Regions from separate parts of the Danio rerio genome. Here region 1 is linked to region 2. The links are chromatin contacts, called in public HiChIP or PLAC-seq maps. All regions are on one chromosome and are shown on one strand. The core of a region is the stretch at or near the end of the contact, and the rest is flanking DNA. Distances in the headings are between cores, read along the strand shown. Region 1 holds the start of txndc16 (thioredoxin domain containing 16). Region 2 holds the start of ptger2a (prostaglandin E receptor 2a (subtype EP2)).

Region 1 (2,717 bases), core at 27-2,526, 78 kb before region 2:
ACACGAAGAGGAGCGAATACAAAACCGTGTAGAGAACAGTGAGACCGAGCTGCACGGACGGGGGAACCGCAGCCTGGATCAGTTCGGCGGAGGATGATGAGGATGAGTCCGTCCAAACACTGACACTGACCTGGTTTTCTAGTAAAAACAACATATCGACACGATGGCTCGCTATCACGCCGACTTATCCAAAACGAGTTGTCCAAAACTTTTCATGGAGATGTTTTGAAATGATACAAACACTGAAAAACGTCAAACTTAATTACAAATGACACATGAGCGGAAAATAATAAAACTACAGCCTACCCTAAGTTATTATCGTATTGAACAGACTTTAAAACAATTCTCAGATGTTTGTAACCAAAAATTGGGAAAACAAGTAATTAAAAAACAGCAGAGCCCCCAATCTCTGCAAGGCAGCTCCCTCCGACCTAAGAAAAACCAACTCTGGAGCTTGGAAAAAAAAGCGATCAGCTGGCTAGCGTTGCAGATTTGGCCCCTCCTACTGACCAATAGGAGCGAGCTAGAATTTGACGCGCCTGTTTCGCCATGTTGGCTCTCAGCTGAATAGCGCTGAATGGAAAAATTCTGTCGCATTCGAGCCAAAATGATAGGCTTTTCAAGTACGTTCGCTGACGACCGAGCTACTCCCCTCCTACTTTTTTGACAAACCAATCATTTGTCTTTTTAGGTGTCCTGCCTCTGTGCGTTTTTAATTTTCAAACAATCAGCATTGTTGTTTTCAATACCGCTTATTTGCTTAGACGTTTGCGCTTGTTTGTTTTTCATGTAAGCTATACAGTAGTTTGGTTTGTCAATTAAATAGCGGTGTGAAAAATAATATATTTTTTAATAAAGTGACGCGGGTATAATATTGATACATGTAATAAATTATTGAAGGATATTTATGCAAGGCATAAAGACTAATAAATAAAAGGAAAAAATCACAAAAATATGCAAGGCAGGTCCCACAGAGTAAAGAAAAACAACTGTGTAAAAAGAAAATCAAATGTTGGGCTAATAAGAAGAACGTGGAAACTGACGCGCTTTAGTAGTCATGTTGGCTCTCAGTTAAAATTGTGGCGAATCCCAATAAAAACAGATATTGTGAGCCAAAATGACCGCCGTTTCAAAAGGCTGCTACCGATGAGCCAAGATCCTTCCGCCTACTTTATTCTTATTGGTTCTAACTTTTCACTTTGAGCTTTCTGGTTGGTATTCAGGACACGGTTAATCCCTCCTCTCATATTTGATTGGACGACGTTTGCGCATGTTGTTTTAGTGTTTGAGGATGTAGTAGAACTCGTTACATTTACAACACTGATCTGAAATCATTATTAACCTAATGTATTTGCTAAAAGGCTGCATTTTTTGTTTGTATTTTAAGTTTTGGAAGATGTGGGGATGCGTTCGGTAACAGAACAAGCGAACGGTTTTGATGGGATATGAACGTCTTATTTTTGCACATCCTAATTATGAACTAATATAAATAGATGTAAAGTACATACAGTGTAAATGTTGCACCATGTGCACCGTATATTTGGTCACGTTTGTGTTCATCCTAACAGCAGAACAATGTTTCTCAAAACTGATGGAAGACTCCGGCCAGAACCTCATGGAGAGGATGCAAACTGGGAAAACATCCTTTATATACTTTGGAAATCATGGTGAGACTCTGTTAAATGATTACAGAACAGTTATTATAATTTGCAGGTCTAAGCAAGAGTCATTAATCACATCAGCACAGAACAGTATTTGCTGAGTCAGTAGATTTGAGGTGTCAAAATCTTTTAAAGTTAATTTTTAAAGTCTATTACATAACATCTGTATCTGCTTGCAGTCAATCCAACCATAGAACTGTTCATAGAGCAGCTCCAGATGTCAGCTGATGCTCTAGAGGACTATGGGATAGCTGTTGTAATGGTGAGCAGAAAATATGTGCATAGGAATATATTTTTTGTAGTTTTTATTATGTTATTTTGCTACATAATGGCTGACCCAGCTGCAATAACTTCAATGCAACCTAAAGGGGTGGTTCACCCAAAAACTGAAAATTCTGTCATCATTTACTTTCCATTTGCTTGTTCCAAACTTGTTTGAGTTTTTTTTTCTATTAAACACAAAAGAGGATAGTTTGAAGAAAGCTGAAAGCCTGTAGCCATTGACTTACATAATGTATATTTTTGCCTACTAAGGAAGGTTACAGGTTTTTAGCTTTCTTCAAAATATCTTTTTTATTGTTCAACAGAAAACAGAATCTCATAATGGTTTATAACCCCTCGAGGGTGGGTAAATTTACATTTTTGGGAATTTACATTTTAAATTCTATTTTTTTGTTAAAAAAAAAAAAACATACAGTCCGTATTCATAACGCTTCACTTTTTCCACATTTTTTAATGTTACTGCCTCATTCCAAATTTGATTAAATTTAATTCCCCAAAATTCTACACACAATACCCCGTAATAACAATGTGAAAAATATTTTTTTGAATTTGTTGCAAATTTATTAGAAATAAAAAAAACTGGAAAATCACATGTACATAAGGATTCACAGCCTTTGCTCAATACTTTGTTGATGCACCTTTGGCAGCAATTACAGCCTCAAGTCTTTTTGAATATGATGCCACAAGCTTGGTACACCTGTTTTTGGGAATTTTTGCCCATTCCTCTTTGTAGTACCTCTCAAGCTCTATCAGGTTGGATGGGAAGTGACGGTG
Region 2 (2,700 bases), core at 46-2,545:
AAATTGCCCTTTAAGCTGAATACTAGTGTCTTGAAAAATAATTTGTAAAATATTATTTACTGTCATCATGGCAAAGATAAAAGAAATCGGTTATTTGAAATTAATTATTAAAACTATTACGTTTAGAAATGTGTTGAAAAAATCTGCTCTCTGTTAAACAGAAATTGGGGGAAAAATATACAGGGGACAAATAATTCAGGAGGGCTAATAATTCAGACTTCAACTGTAGTTATTTTCTTTCATTACAATCACATACAATAAATCTTACTATTAACGGCAGGAAACAAATGACGAAGATGACAGTCATGAAGACCAGAAGAATGAGATGTTCCACCTCCTCTGCCCACGAGAAGTACCTCCTGTTCCTTTTGCTCCTGGTCTGCACTGAACCCCGGTTCATCTTGCGCCTCCGGTACATCAGCACCAGATGATAAACCACAAAACAGTTGCACACCACTATAATGATCATAATAAACAGCATCACCGTGGCGTAAACATTGGCATACGCTCGGTCTTCGATCTCCTCCGAATTCATGGCAATGAAACACCAGGTCCCGGGACAGTATTGCACATATTTCCCAAACCCTGCAAACGGCATCAGGCAGAACAGAAAGCAGGCTAGATAAATACAAGGGATGGTGATGTATCCGCAGCGTTTGGTGATGTGCCTCCCGTAGTGATACGGATACCCGATGGAGATGCATCTTTCCAGTGCCATCGCCAGGAGGATAGAAAGTGTGGCCAAACTTAAGAAAGTCATGGCAAATCCAAAATACTCACACACCGCATGAGTCTTGCTCATCCCAACCAATGTGGTGTTGGTCAAATACGCCGTTTGAACCACAGGACTGGTCAGACAGGTTCCCGTTAGATCCGTAATAACCAAAGTGGTCACCAACAAATGGAAAAGAGACTGCCGCTGCCGGTTCTTTTCTTTCCTCCTCCGAAACTCCAGGAGAACCAGCGCAAGCACGTTCCCGATCGCTCCAGCTGCGAACATCAAAGCACTGATGGCTGGACCCCCATTCTGCTCCACATTCACACTGTCAATACAGGTCCCATTTTCAGTGCCCATTCCTGCAGTTGGATTTTATCAAAACACCTACTTGGATGTTTCTCTTTAAGATGTTGGCATGTTTGAGAGCATGCAAAACTTTATTCAGATCATTTTCTTCCTGATGCAAATTTTTGAAACTCTCAAAGGTGGTTCATTTTCAAGCTGCATGTGGTGTGCTTTTGAAAGCCTCTAGAGTCCCGCAGACTTGCCTCTTTGTCTGCCCCATGCTCTCCATGCAGAGAGGCGGTGGAGAATGCACTATGAGCCATGAGTTCCTCTGCTGAATGAGCTGTTGGTTGGTGAAACAACGTCATTGTCTTGACCCCACCTTCAACACACTCCCACACACACAGTCACACACACACATATGCTGATCCAGACACAGAGTTGAGAAATTTGAGCTTCCTTAAAAGCGTAGAGAATTTGCTTTCTGACTGTTTGGGGTCCCAAAGAGCCCTACGGTGTGAGTTCTACTACTACTGTGGCTGTTATAGTTGCATACTATGGTAATCAGATTAAATGGCCTCTTAAGGGTTACTTGTGATTTAGGTGGCTAAATTTTTTTTAGGGAAAATATTTTTGCTTTTTTTTTGCCACAGATTAAGATTAGCATTTAAAATGGAAATCATGCAGCATGAGGAAATATACCACAAAAAAAAATGGAAATAAAAGTAATATAAAAATAACAGACATAATTTGAAAACAAAAAGAAAGACTAATACATTTTAAAAACATTAAAGGGCACCTATTACACCCCTTTTCCAAGATTGAGGATTTAAGATAAGTGTTTTGTGTCTCTAGAATGTGTCTGTAAAGTTTCAGCTCAAAACACCCATCAGATTATTTATTATACCTTTCAGAATATTGGATTTTCTGCTTTGATGACAATGTAGCTGTTTTTGTGGCCTGTGCCTTTAATAGTAGTTTAAAACTAGGGGCCCACTGTTCCCACGTGCCTGTCAGAGTGTGCCTCAATCTCCGCCTCGGCTGCGTCAGATAAACAGCACAGTGACAGATATGAAGGAAGCAGATCTCACGTAACGTTTGTGAGAAATACTAAAGTAAGAACTTTTGCAATGATTATTTGATGTATTTGTTGTGAAGTTAATTCAAGCCTTTCTGCCATGATAAGTGACAAATTTTCGTTACAAAGCTTACGGACACACACAGATACACACATTTAAATTTGCACTGTTTTTGCACGGCAAATGTGACAGGATACACATTAATATACACTGCTGTATGGATATTCGTTATGTCAAAGTACAAAATTAATAAGATTTAACGTCCTGAAACCGCGATTGAAGCATCGTCTTTTATAATTGTACTGACATTCGGCTGTGTTTAAAAAGTAAGGACGGTAAAATAGCTGTAAATGATTACAAACATGCACTTTTTTAAAAACGTGTTAAACTTGTAAAACTCTTGTTAACATCAGATCTTTTAACAGATCTTTTATTCCTGGTTATCCCCATCCTGTCTTGTTGATATGATTATACAAGTTACAACGGAGACATGTTAATACGCGTCTGTCAATCAATTCGGGGCAGGGAAACTGCACTCCTACATCATGTTGCGTTGGACCTCAAAATGGGAGGGATTTGGATCCTATTTTAACGTAAAGAAATTAAAAAGAAAGAGAC

What was found. HiChIP or PLAC-seq counts read pairs in DNA pulled down with a chosen protein or histone mark.
Region 1: a contact with region 2 is called in an H3K4me3 HiChIP or PLAC-seq map of embryo, with 2.2 times the contacts expected there. The contact joins the promoter of txndc16 here to the promoter of ptger2a in region 2. A contact is called at or near these places in 2 of 4 datasets of contacts at active chromatin or transcription factors (caudal fin and embryo).

Annotation. Positions count from the first base shown.
Region 1 is chr17:16,216,750-16,219,466 of GRCz12tu, reverse strand. txndc16 (thioredoxin domain containing 16) reads left to right here and starts at 1,276. Exons shown (of 19, transcript XM_679925.8): 1 at 1,276-1,667; 2 at 1,841-1,923. The coding sequence starts at 1,526. gpr137c (G protein-coupled receptor 137c) reads right to left here and starts at 436. Exons shown (of 7, transcript NM_001007433.1): 1 at 1-436. The coding sequence starts at 154.
Region 2 is chr17:16,138,880-16,141,579 of GRCz12tu, reverse strand. ptger2a (prostaglandin E receptor 2a (subtype EP2)) reads right to left here and starts at 1,295. Exons shown (of 1, transcript NM_200635.1): 1 at 1-1,295. The coding sequence starts at 1,075. The coding sequence ends at 230.